Linked DNA regions of Gossypium hirsutum: region 1 is linked to region 2. Evidence: chromatin contacts called from public Hi-C data. All regions are on one chromosome and are shown on one strand. Each heading gives the region's core, a stretch centred on a gene start, on an enhancer-like site or on the middle of the called end of the contact. The rest is flanking DNA. Distances are from core to core; before and after follow the strand shown.

Region 1 (6,645 bases), core at 1,604-4,103, 150 kb before region 2:
ACTTGGTCAGCCCAGCGCCCCGGGTCGTCATTTCTTGTCCTTGGGCTGACCTGACTCAGCCTGAATTTAAATTAAATGATTTTTAAAAATATTTTTATTTAAATTTAATATAAAATATATAAATGTTAATAAAAATATATATTTTATTATTTTATCAATTTCAAACGGTAATATTTTATTATTTTATATATTTAATATAAAATTATACAATTATATAGATATTATATTTTATTATATTAATATTAAAAGTATACATTTTAATAATATTTTAATATTTATATTAATATATTAATATTAATATAAAATTATATAATTTAATATATTTTTATTTATATGTTTATATATAAATATATATTTTTATTATTTTAAAAAAAGTAATAATATTAGTATATTGTTTTCAAACAACAATACTTTTATTTTATTATCTTAATATTAATATAAAATTAAATATTATAATATTTTTTTATTTTAGTATTTTATTATATTTTAATATAAATATTTTTTTAAATAGTTTTATTATATTTTATTTTAAATTATATAAAAAAATAAAGATGTTAAGGGTAAGATGGTACATTAACAAAGAATACTTATGTTTTAACTCAGCAAATACATGATAAGAAGAGTAATATGTATCACAATTTTCAACAACCAAACACCTTGATGTTGTAACATCTATCTTTTATTCATCATTTTGAAACTTGAGTGTTACTTAACACTCCTCCTTTATATCAAGTCCTACCATTCATGTTAAGATCTGTAGTTAAACAATTCCTGCAAAATTATTGTACAACTTCGTTAAAATAGTTCTCATCTCCAATTCCTTTTACTGAATTTATTATTTATGAAAAAAAAAAAGAGAATGAACTTAGTCATGGTATTTCTCATTTTCGTCGAGTCCAAGATATTATATTTTCTTTTCTGATAGGGATCTGAAAAATTATATCATTTATTGTGCTTGTACCAATTAGGCCAAGGTGTTGAAACTGTGGGGTTCCGGATTTAGACTTTGCTTGGTAGAGTGGAAAGAAAATGAAAAAGATGGAAAATTGAAGTGGTAGAAAAATAGAAAGATGGAAAATATGAAATTTCTTTCTATTCATTGCTTGGTAAAGTTGAAAAATGAAAGGAAAAAATGCATAATTTTGAACTAAAATACACATCTCATTTTCTCTCCTCTCATCTTTCCAATTTGGAAGTATTGATTTTTATGCATTAGGATGAAAAATGGTCATCTTTTCTATTTTTTTCCTCACTTTTCTTCCCTACCAAGCACACTTAAAATTTATTTTCTTTCCATTTTTCTAGTCCCTCGTCTTTTCCACCTAACCAAGCACATCTTTAGAGTTAGATCTAAATTATGAATTATGCTTGATTAATTGTGTTCAGAAGTTTAGCCAAGGCATTAAAAGAAGTTTTGTGTCTTTTTAACAGTTGCAATACAAGGAGGCAGAAGGTTCATCTTTCCGTGATGGTTCCTATGGTGATATGCCAGGCACTGCAAAGGTTGAAAAATCTAAGTCTCTGAATCATTTTAATCTCATAGTTTTACAGATGTGTGATTATGTCAATGGTTCAAATCATTGAAACTTTGTGGGGTTCTGTCAATTGAGCAGCGATCACAACGTGCTGCTGATCAGGACCGCACATTTGTCCCCGACACCATTAGTTTTGGAGGTAATATATATCTCATTTTCCTTTAATATTTTTATCTGAGACGGGCGAGTTTAATGGTTTTGATCATTTTCATATCTGATAGTAATTCCAGGTGATAGGGTTGTCAAAAGGGAGCAAAAACGAAAGGTATCTATATTATTTTCTTGCCTTAATATGTCCTTTTGTCTCTTAAAGTTTTGGAACTTATCAGGTCTTATGATCTGTATATGTATTGTAGGGACCTGGGAGAACATCTGAGACTCCATCGTCACCAGCGGGAGCTCATAAAAGACCAAGAAAGATGAAAGCTTCTGATCTATAAAAAAGGGTGAGCTAGCAAATTGACATCACCCCGTATAAACAAAATGATGATATTGCTTTTTTCTTATTTGCCCAAATTCTCATCAGCCTGTTTTTGATTCATTGCAAGATTTCAGGGTCATTGCCAACCCCATTGTTACTCTACCATTGGTCATTGGAAGCAGATGAACAAGTTCCATAGTTTTGACTACCAAGTTCTCTCTCTCTCTCTCTCTCTCGCTTTTTTTTTTCTAACCCTTTGACCTGGCTTTGTAAGTTTGTGTAGTCAAGTAGGAAAAAGACAACATCTTTTTGAATGAATATGCATAAAGCATCAGGATCCAAAAACACCAACACGTATTTTTCACCCATTTTGCTTAGCTGAGAGAGTTGGGTATTTTATTTTGTAAATGTTCATATTTCTATCCAGGAGCTACCTAGATATTCTGTCGTGGTAATTAATTTTTAATTTCTTTTCAAAAAAATTACATGCAATTAAAACAAGTCCTTTTAAGTGTTTATTTATTTATTTATATGATTCATGTGTTTTTTCAACCGAACATGTGGTGATTGAAATATAGAAGTCTGAATGTGTTAGTCCAGTTGTGACATAATCGTCATAAGCAAAACAAAAGAAAACAAATTATTTACTATGTTTTGTGAATAAATACAATATCATATAAATAATAAACATTACTAACTATAAATGAACAAGGAAAATTTGGAAACAAGGCATTTGTCTTGGTTGGAGTTGCAGCATATAATTGTAAAATTCAATTCTTTAATTTTTTATACTGATAGAGAACTTCAAGAAAGAAAAAGAAAAAGAAAAAGAAAAAGAGGCCAATAGCATTTAGCTTTAGCCGATTGACTGAAATGCGAAGTGCAGAGTCCAAATAAAAATAGATAAAAAAAGAAAAAAAGAAAAAAAACTCTTAGAATTTTCTGCTAGAAAGATTCCACACCACATACCCTAACTCTCTCAGTTTCACCAAGCATGGTGAATTCTCCTGCTGAAAATGACCCACTTCAACAACAACAGCCTTTAAGCAAGGGAGCCCCAGTCGAGGTCAGCAGTGACGAGGAAGGCTTTCGAGGGGCTTGGTACTTGGCCACTATCCTCGAAATGCCTCCCAAATCCGCTTCCAAGAAACGAAAGAAGGCATTTGTTCGCTACAAGACTTTACTCGCTGACGATGGTAAGTCCCCTTTGACTGAGCATGTCGACCCCGGTTATATTCGCCCTTTGCCGCCTAATGAGAAGGGAAATGCTCAGTCCGGGTTCGAAGTGAACGACGTCGTTGATGCGAGGTACAGAGATGGTTGGTGGACTGGCGTTGTGAGGAAGGTTTTGGCGAAGTCGAAATATAGGGTTTACTTTGATAATCCTCCTGATGTCATTGAGTTTGATAGGAAAGATTTAAGGGTTCATTGGGATTGGATCGATGGCAACTGGGTTCGCCCTGAAAAGCAGGTATGGGTGAAGTGTTCATTCTTTTTAATTTTTCAGTTTTTTTATCTGGAAATTTGGGGGGGGGGGTTTATTTTGGAGTTGAGAGCCGAACTTTTTTAGGAATAAGTTTTTTCCCGGTATTGAACTTGCGAATCTCACTGCATGTAGCTTTTTACACTGAAAATTTGCTATTTAAGTCGTGCTTTCATGATTGCTTCTAAAATTAGAGCCTTTCTAGTGCTTAATTAATTGGTGTAAATAATGAACTCGATCGATATGTTTCACCTTCAGTGCTTTCTTTGTTCAAGTTCTGCTAATTTTCATTGCATTTTGGTCTGGGAGTCATGTAAATTTAGTTTGATATTTACGAAACTTTCATCTGTGGAAACCTGATTGACTTTTGGTATGGTATCGTGTGAGTGATTTTTTTTTTTTTAAAGCAATCAACAGGCTCCGTTTTTAGCTCTGGGACAGCAGTGGAGGTAAATGTTGATGATGAAAGCCTACGTGATGTTTGGTTCCCTGCAATAGTCGTAAAAGAAAATGAGGATAAGACTTTCCTGGTGAAGTATCAGAACTCTAAGAATGATGATGAGGCTGGGACTGCAAAAGTTGTTGTAGATTCCCTCCATATCAGACCCACTCCTCCTCGATATGCAGATAGGAATTATGAATTGCTGGAAAGAGTGGATACAACATATAATTTTGGTTGGCGCACTGGAGTAATTACCAAAGTTCTTACTGGAAGAAGGTACAATGTCTTCTTTAAGCATGGAAATGAGGACAAGGAACTCTCTCACTCTGATATAAGGCCTAACGTTGAATGGACGGATGGAAACTGGATTAGTAAATCCAAGGTATCTCTCCTACTTCTTCTTTTTGGGATATAAATTTCTTTTGTTACCCCATTATTTTCCCATTTTAAAATTTAATGAGCTGTTAATGTTGTGTTTGTGGTACTGAACATGGGTCTAGCATACCATTTAATTATCTTAAAAGGAGAAGGAAATAAATATCTGAAATAATGATTTTTGGCTTTATCTAAGTTGATTTCTGTTCATAACAGTGATGGCCTTCTGTATTCCAGTTTTAAAAATGCTTTGTTTTTATGTCTTATCTTCCCTTCTACACATATTTCAACTTTTTCTAGACAGATGTTGAACTAGTTTTTGTGTACGATTCACTGTTTTTTAGAATCTGGTCAGATTCTACATGTAACTAATTTGTGTGTTGAATGCCTTAAATGTTTGTACTACTTCTGGCATTGTCTACAATTCCTTTAGTGGTTTGCATTTTTTTGTTGTGATTATTTCAGAAATTTAGTAGCATGCAAGTGTAAATATCATTCGTTTTTAGGTAAAAGAGTACTTAAGCGGTGAGCTTTTGTTTCAGGAAGTCATAATTGCTTCTGATGACCAAGAGCTGATAGGGGATGCTCTCTGTGGTACCCGGAACACCAAGGTGGCTGGAGAACTTGAAAGTTCCTTGTCCACAAAAGAAAACACTGAAGATAAGATTCCTTTGAAAAAGATGAAAAGGAATGCTACAGAGCAGCCAACTCCCACTGATGAAAACAGTACTTTGCACTCAGGCAGGAAGAAGGTCAAACTGGAAACATCAAATGGCAACACTTCTAATTCACTGTCTTCAAAAAAGCAAACTGAAGGAAATGCAGTGGTAACACCGATATCAGTCACTGGCGATCAGTTAAAAGATATGCCTAGTGAAACATTGTGTAAAGAAGGGAATCCGAGGACTGGTGGTAAAGCTACTAAATTCCCAAAGAAAACTGTGATTGCTGATCAGCCTCGTGCTAAGAGTGAGAGCCCATTAACAGAAGCAACAACTGTGAGTTAGATTTATTGTTTTGGAGTTCCATTGTTCATACTAGCAACATCAGATCATTTTCATTTCGTTCTTTGTTTTCTTTTTCACATGTTAATACATTCCTATTTGATGACGAGAAATGTATAAATATCACTTTAAAGTACTGTGTACTTTACCACTCTTTGGTGTCTGCGTTGCATGCCTGAGTTGCCTTTCCTTGAAGCACTCAGCTTCTAAAACTTCACCATGTTAAGAGTATGTCTTGTTCTAAAATATGCTAGAAAATCATGTGTGCCTTCAAGCATAACCTTTGCACAAAGAAGTGAAAACTAGCTTGCTGCTTTAGAATCATAATAACTAAAAACAGGTCTTGTCTACGTGAGTCATAAAAAAATTGGCCTGCTTGACATAGTTGTCACTGCTCAATGGGTTGTTTCAAGGGTTGAGCTACCTTGTTTTCCAACTGGGATATTCAATGTGCCCACTTGCTTTGCAGCAAACTGCTTCAAATGACCGCCTTTTCTGTCAACATCACCGTTCTAACTGGGTAATGATCATTGATTATTGTCACTTTGGATTTGTTGGCTCCATCAGCCAATATTCCTATTCAGCACTGTCGCTACTACCTTCACTTGATCTACATTTCCCCTTACTAATGCAGACGACTAAGAGGCAGAAAGTTGGTTCAGCTGACGGTAAAGTAGACAACCTTGCGAAGAGGAATGTAAAAGTTAGAAAGTCACCAAGTAACAGCCCACAGGTTTTGACAGCAGGTAAATTTAGTCTTCAATACATGTTTGCCAGTTTGATAAATTGTTTAAAGATAATGTGTACGTATTATATATTTTCAGGCAAGGAAGGAACTACAAGGGTTGCTGGAGAAATTAATGAAGGGGATATTAAAACAAAAGAAGTTGAAATGCCCATCATCTTAGGATTAGCAGCAAAGTTCTCAAAGACTTTACAGGCTGAAAATTCCTGTCAGATCCCTAGTGAGGAACCTGGGAAGCTAATGGGGGATCAAAAGAACAATTTAAATGATTCAGTCAGAAATGAAAATATGGTAAGCAAAAAATTCATTTTAGTCTTTGGCTCATAGAAACTACTAATATAAACTTTTAAATTCAAAATGCCTCAAATTCTTAAATGGGAACAAGTTTGTTATTAACTGTTGGAAGTACTTGATAACTGATCTATATTTCCTTGTCATGATCATAGGTAAAAGAGTATATCTAATGTTATTGTTTTACATATAATGCCTTTTCTTTTTGGCCAGTATATAAAGTCTAATTAAGTGGTTAACTTTTTGGGTGTTGTCTGCTCATTTTATTAAAATAGAAAATTTTCTTGAGCCTGCTCTGTGGCCTGTCTTTTATCTTAATATGTTAGCAAACATGGAATCTGAATCCCCT
Region 2 (6,850 bases), core at 2,789-5,288:
GATCTAGCTTGTAATAACCTTCTTTATCAGTGATAGACCTTTCTTGACCATCAACTAGAATTTTAACACCCTCCACCCCAACGTTATTTGCATCAACAACACGTCCCCCAATAGAGAAACCAGTAACCTACATTTAAATAAGAAGAAGATAATTCACTTATATATTTATATCATGAAAAAACACAAGAAACATGGCAATGCTGAATACTCAATGACAGAACTAAAGAAAATCAATGTTGATATGCTGTCAAAGAAATACTCTGCTTTGCAGAAAACAAGAAGCACAAGGACAAACTGTATTTTGTGACATAAGGAATTGCTTTGAGGCCCAGGAACAAAGAAACTGTCTCATAGAACAATATTTATGTACAATATTATACTCTGCTTTGCAGAGAACAAGAAGCACAAGGACAAACTTCATTTTGGGAGCCTTATTCTATAATGTACAATATTATACTTCCCATAAGTGGTAATCAGGATAACAATGCAAAATTTATGTTTGAGACAGATAAGAACAAGTATATATATACATACGTGGAGAAAACCAGAGGGTGCCAGGGTGGTATACTAAAAATAATTTTGACAAAACAGATTTAGAAGACAAAGATCAAGCTGTTTATCTTAGCTTAAATTTCTCTAAAAATGAAAGGAAAAGTCAGCCTAAAATCTATAATACTGGAACATATTGCTACAGAAGACAAACATTTGTGCATGTAGCAACAGAAGTATCATACCTCAAACTTTTGGGGAACTGTTACATGTTGATGCCCTACTGACACTGACACGACAGAAGGTGAGACATCAAACACTGTGTTTTCACCCTTGTAGTATGGTATGAGTTCATAAAGTCCTGTAAGTTGGTCAAAGTAGTCAACTCAGATTAAATCAAACCTTTTGTACCAATGAATGGCAGAATAAGTTCTGTTATTATCTGTTGTTAAGCTACCAGCATCTGTTCAGCTTGATACAAATATTCAATGGAAAAGATATACAATAAGCAATTTATTAGGGAGAAAAAATGCTTGATAAGAAAGACCTTAATCAGCGTGTGACCAAAAGGCTCTAAACTATAAAAATCTTCAGGGTAAGCATAAAATGGAAACTTATCTTAATAACCAAAAGCTTTCCAAATAAGCACTAAAATCCTAAAATGAACAGGAAAATAGCAACATCCATAGAAATAACAACTACCGGCAATATATCTTAAGCCTAACTCTGTGAACAGAGCAACCTTAGCTCAGTATCATTAAGCAAGTCAATCATGCCTATAATACAGACTGATTCCAAAGTTGATAACAAATTGGTACCAAATAACATTTAATGAATGATAGGCACAAATACTTTAATGATGTATCCCCTATCCAGCTGATCAGTAATCAGCCTTAAATTGGATTACAGAAGTAGAATTGAGTGGAGATGTGCATTTAGACTGGTTTACCGCAAGGAATTGATTTGAATGTGAACATCCCATCAGCATCAGAGACAGCATGACATAGAGCTTTTCTTTGTTCAGGAGCATTACCAGAACCTTGGGGACAGTCTACCTCAATGACATCATCAGAATATAAATATATATGGACTCCCAAAATGGGATTTCCCTGCCAAAACAATGACATGACTGTCAGAGGGTAGAGAAAACATATAAACTCATGCACTAATGCATTATGCACGTGTAAGGGTGAAAAGAAACAATTGCTCGAATTCTCTTTTAAATCTTTAGAGCGCAATGCTCATGCATAGACACTTAATGGTAAGATGTATCACAAGATTAATAAACAATATTGGGCTCTCAACAGTTGTTACTTAGCACCTGAGCAACCACAGAACCATGGATGTCGTACCCAGCAACAAAGAAAATGTCTTCAACAATACCGTTTTGAAATCCCAGTTCCACCTGAAATAAGTGCATTTCCAAGTGGTCGGCATATCATAGAACACAATACAAAGAAAAAATGGAGTTGAGGAAATATACAAAACCTCTGTGGAACCTTTAACTTCAATTTTCAAATCAGGATGTGAAGCATGTAATTTGTACTTTCCTGTACCATAAGAAGGATACATGAAAAGTTAAAAACAGTAAGAGAGAGGTTTCTAAATGCAAATTATTCTGGTAGGTGAAGAGTTCACATATAGTGGAACAGAGGAGTAAGTATGACCAAGTTACTCTGTACATTATTCTAGTAGATGAATTTAAATTATCTTGTTAACATCCATTCTGTAAAATTTTATGAGAACATGGTTTTTGTTTGCCTTGATTCACAAAAACCACAAACTAAATAAAAATGAACTAACAGAAAAAAAAAAAAAAAAAAAAAGAGGAAAATTAATTAACAATGAATTAAGCAACAGATGAACATAACAACACTACTTGCAAGAAAGTAACATGGCAGCATCTATACCTGGAATAATATTTTTGAACAAGTAACTTCCATCTGGCATTGTTAATTCTGAAGATATGAGATCATCATTAGGAGATAAAAGGTTCACATTCACATTTGCAGGACCACCGTTCTTAAGTGAGCAGCTCTGCCCACCAACAGCTCCCACAACCCTACCAGATAGGGTAAATCTGCAACAAATAAATATACATACGGTTATTGGCACTGACATTCAGCGCATGATAAAAGAGTGGAACACAGATTGCACATAATCTAGCTAAAATAAAAATAAACAGCTAAAGAATGCAAGCTATTAAACAAACCCTGTAAACCGGAAATTGATATCTTCATTATTGTTGCAACCATTTTCATCAATAACAACAGGAACCTACAGAATAACTTTTAGCTTTAAGCGTAGGAACACCGATATATCAAGAAAATAAAGGAAGCGTAGCCTGTATGAAAATCTATCGTAATAACAATGAACCAAACCTTGTCAGGGTCCCAAGACCATCCTTCTGGTCCACTGATTTTAATAACAAAAGAACCCTGTAAACAGAAACTATACCAATTAGTCCAACAGGGAACTACATTCTCATATACATTGTTTGAGTAAGCATGCGTAGGCACCACATACAGTATGGTTTTGAACATGCAAATAGAATTGGGAAAATACTATAAAAATGGGTTGCAAACCAGTTGATTAAAAGATTTGGATAGCATAACTACATAAATATTCTTATGCGGGCATTAGGTTGAAGTAGTTAAGCAAAACACAGCCCCCAAAATCTCAAATGTGAATTCACATAGACATAGTCAACGCCCAGAATCTAAGTGAGTATTAGCAAACTAACCTTATCATATACTGGAATGAAGTAGTATCCATTTGGAGCACACTGAGTTCTTTCCTTCACTAGCCCATCTACAGTGCGAAGCTCAACCTACAAATAAGCATTGACAGACTCCGGAAATCAGATTTTTTTTTTAAAAGGAACAGGATCCAAAAGACAAAATGAACAAAATCGCTAAGTCCGTACGGTGATGTGAGAATAATCCAACTTCATATCAGTTTCCTTCCTCGATTTAATCACAGACGAGCTCGCCTACAAAATGATCCATTCATGTTCAGTTTAAACGACGGCAATAACAATAAGAATTTCTAATAGACGGTCAAAAATGAGCATCGCATCGTAGCTGAAATCAAAGAATTCAGATCGAGAAACACACGCACACGACAAAAATCCTTCCCTACTAACAGTCGTCTTGATTTCCAAGAAACAAGAGAATAAAGATTCGAAAAATATCATTTCTCGAAACCTCCTTATCATTTCCGCATCAAAGAAATGAACAGAAAAATGAAAAGGAAGTGTTAAAGAAGTTTTTACCTCAACGAATCCGCCACAGCCGTGGACGGAATTTGCAGAAGCAGCTGAAACAGTGTAAACTAAGATCAGTAAGCAAAGTGAAGCATCTCTGATCTTCATCTTCGATTACTAAATTTAGCTGCCGTTGCTTTAGAGCCCGACGGCGACTAAAGTAAGCTCTGAAAGTTAAGGGAACGACTGGGAAAGGATCTGATATTTGTTTGGAACAAGGACCTATATAAATCACGCTTCGACACAGAGGATCTGGACATAGGCCTCAGATCAGATCTGTTTGTGAATCGGGTATGGAGTCCGCTCAAACCCAACCTTAAAGCCCTTTAAACTTAATAAGAAAATGGTGAAACTACCTATCAGATCCCTCTATTATAAATACCGGATATTTAACCTTATTTACTGTTTAAATAAGACTAAACTGTAATAGAATTATTATTTAATGTTTAAAAAATAACATGAAAATTAATTTTTCAATTTTAATTCAACTCCAAATAAAATATTTCATTTATAGAATTATAAAAGTTTTAAAGATATTAACTCTTTTAAATAGTAAATGATATTTTTAATAATTAAAAAATAAATATTAACTTTGTTAATATTTGACATTTGATTTTTATAATAGTACATGAACTAAATTGATTAATTTAATAGTAAAAGATCAATTTGATCCAGTCTCTATAAAGGAGGGACCTGCTAGGAAATTTCACCATAAGAAAATGCTAGTACTTAGCTTAGGCAGTGTTATTCTTGCTGCTATATAATTTCACTTTGCTAGTTAGATTCAAGAATTAACAGTGTTATTCTTGCAAGTACCTAATTTCACTTTGCTAGTTAGATTTATGAAATTAAAATTTCTTATAATTACACGATGTTAGATTTTTTTCGTAGTCTGAGTTCAGAAAAAACATACGAGATTCGAAAATTAAGCTTGGATAAAAAAATTTAAAAATTGTTTAATATATAAGTAAGATTTAAGCTTAAACATTAAAAGTTGGAGCTCAATTCATTTTATATTTTTGTAAACTATTTTTATTTTTTATATATTATATAATTTATATATAATAATACAATACTATGTGAATATTTAAAAATAGGTTAAATTGTTCAATTTTAAAATTTTAATAAAAAGAATAACCATTTAAAATATTAAATATGAAATTAAAAAAATTTACATCTAAAATAATAAGGGGAACACCTAAAACAGGCTTAAATTAAACATTTACAAATATATGAATGGATTTGAATAAAATTTTAAACTCATATTTCAAATCAAACCAAACTTGAGCAACATTACACACGAGGATTTAATTTTTAAATGTATTACTCAAGGCCCTCAGAATTAATCTGTTTGATCGGCTAAAGAAAGAACATAGTATTTAGTACATAATATAAAAGTGGATGGATGAGATGCAACTTACATATCACTGACATGACCTTGTAATTTTTAAGAATGATCTAAATTCGCTACATCATTGATGACCCTTTTTCCTAATGTTCATTTTCATAGCATCTTCTACATCTCTATAAATGAGGTACTTTGGAAAGTCATTGAACCAACTGGAATATCCCAGTTCGCAAAAAATACCAGACCGAAACTTACCACCAGAGATCATGGAATAGACTCAAGATTATCCTAAATGAATATAGGTTGTTAACAGCTTCAGATTACAACATTACTCTGGGCAAACCTTTACAAGCAAATCCTCGAGCTCTTTGCTGATTTCAATCGCATCATCCTCCAACCTTCGGCGCATGTCGGGAGCCACCTTACCAGCAGCAACATAAAGTCTTAGCAACTGATGGTACACCTCGGAATCAAGACAATTGTTATTCTTTAGATGCTTGCAGAACTCCTCGGCGGCCTTGACATCACCCTCATTCATGAAATAATCAAAAAAAGCAGTCATGGTTTCGGGATTCACAGGGCTCCAGTCCTTGACCTCAGAAACCGCTGCTTCCATATGCTTCAAAGCCATGTCAAAGCGACATTTCCTTAAGAAGTAAACCATGAAATACTCTCGAGCCTTAGTATAAGGACCTTTACTTCTCTTCATAGCATTATCCAGAACGACTTCCGCTTCCTCAAGCATGTCACCCGATAGAAAACCACGGATGGTACTAGTTACCAACCTCCTATCATACGAAGAGCAACTAGTGTCCCACTCCTCAAAACATTTCTTCAAACCCTTGAAATCCTTTAGATTAGCAAGTGCCTGAACCATAATAAGATAACTTGCATTGTTAACAGTAGGATAACGCTGTTTCAGATCTTCCCATAGCCGATAAACCTCATCTCAATTCGAAGTACCGGCATACAAGCTAATCAGATAATGGTAAGCCTCGCGCTGACGAGGCATATTATCTTTCTCTAAGTTCTCAAGACATGCCTCAGCTTTCTCAAACTGACCAGCCTTGACATACATTGCAGCCAGATTACTATATGTTCTCCAAGTACACTTATCTTCACTATCATTCGACAACTCCTCCAAAACACTCTCCGCTCCCTCAATGTCATTCAACTCTGCATAGCTCTGCATCCAAAGAATGTAAGTGAAGCTACCCCGGGGAATGTCACAGCGCTTCATTTCATCGACAAGTTGGGGCACCTTCTGAGGTCGCCCCAATCTCATATACAAGCACATGAGGTTGTTGAAAGGTAAACAATTATCAATGAACTTCAATTCATCCATTTTCTTAAAAAGGGCCAATGCCTTGTCCTCCATAAGATTATTGCAATAGCAATTCAAAAGAGAGCCATAAGTAAATTTGTTCTTGGCATTTGGAGGAAGGGCGCTTAAGTAATCCTCAGCAGCCCCAAGTCCTTTGGTTTTTGCAATAAGATCCAAACGTACAGCATGATCAACATAAGAGAAATGCATATTCCTCTTCTCCATCCAATCCATAATCTACATTATAATAAACCATAATAAACAAATCAAATACTAGATAAATTCGAATTAAATAACTAGGTTTTTTTTCTTCATCTTCATATGCAAACGAAAATTAAAGGAAATGCTTATTAGGTTTCAGAAAGGGGGAAAATGGGAAGTACATCAAGGGAGTGCTGGTAACGACGGTACTTGCGCATCTCTT

What was found. Hi-C and Micro-C count contacts between places; a contact is called where the count stands out from the background.
Region 1: a Hi-C map of leaf shows a contact between it and region 2, with 4 times the contacts expected there. The contact joins the promoter of LOC107910689 here to the promoter of LOC107910839 in region 2. A contact is called at or near these places in 12 of 34 Hi-C or Micro-C datasets (callus, cotyledon, leaf and 2 more).

Annotation. Positions count from the first base shown.
Region 1 is chrD08:47,057,205-47,063,849 of Gossypium_hirsutum_v2.1, reverse strand. It overlaps LOC107910689 (DUF724 domain-containing protein 2), which reads left to right and starts at 2,853. Exons shown (of 8, transcript XM_041098218.1): 1 at 2,853-3,427; 2 at 3,847-4,263; 3 at 4,799-5,254; 4 at 5,895-6,006; 5 at 6,085-6,296. The coding sequence starts at 2,951. LOC107910678 (SWR1-complex protein 4) reads left to right here. Exons shown (of 17, transcript XM_016838628.2): 13 at 1,432-1,503; 14 at 1,614-1,674; 15 at 1,757-1,800; 16 at 1,892-1,981; 17 at 2,091-2,474. The coding sequence ends at 1,975.
Region 2 is chrD08:46,905,597-46,912,446 of Gossypium_hirsutum_v2.1, reverse strand. It overlaps LOC107910839 (nodal modulator 1), which reads right to left and starts at 4,038. Exons shown (of 27, transcript XM_016838773.2): 1 at 3,764-4,038; 2 at 3,416-3,481; 3 at 3,233-3,319; 4 at 2,871-2,927; 5 at 2,702-2,766; 6 at 2,400-2,569; 7 at 1,978-2,039; 8 at 1,811-1,894; 9 at 1,439-1,598; 10 at 735-850; 11 at 1-127. The coding sequence starts at 3,862. It also overlaps the pseudogene LOC107910851.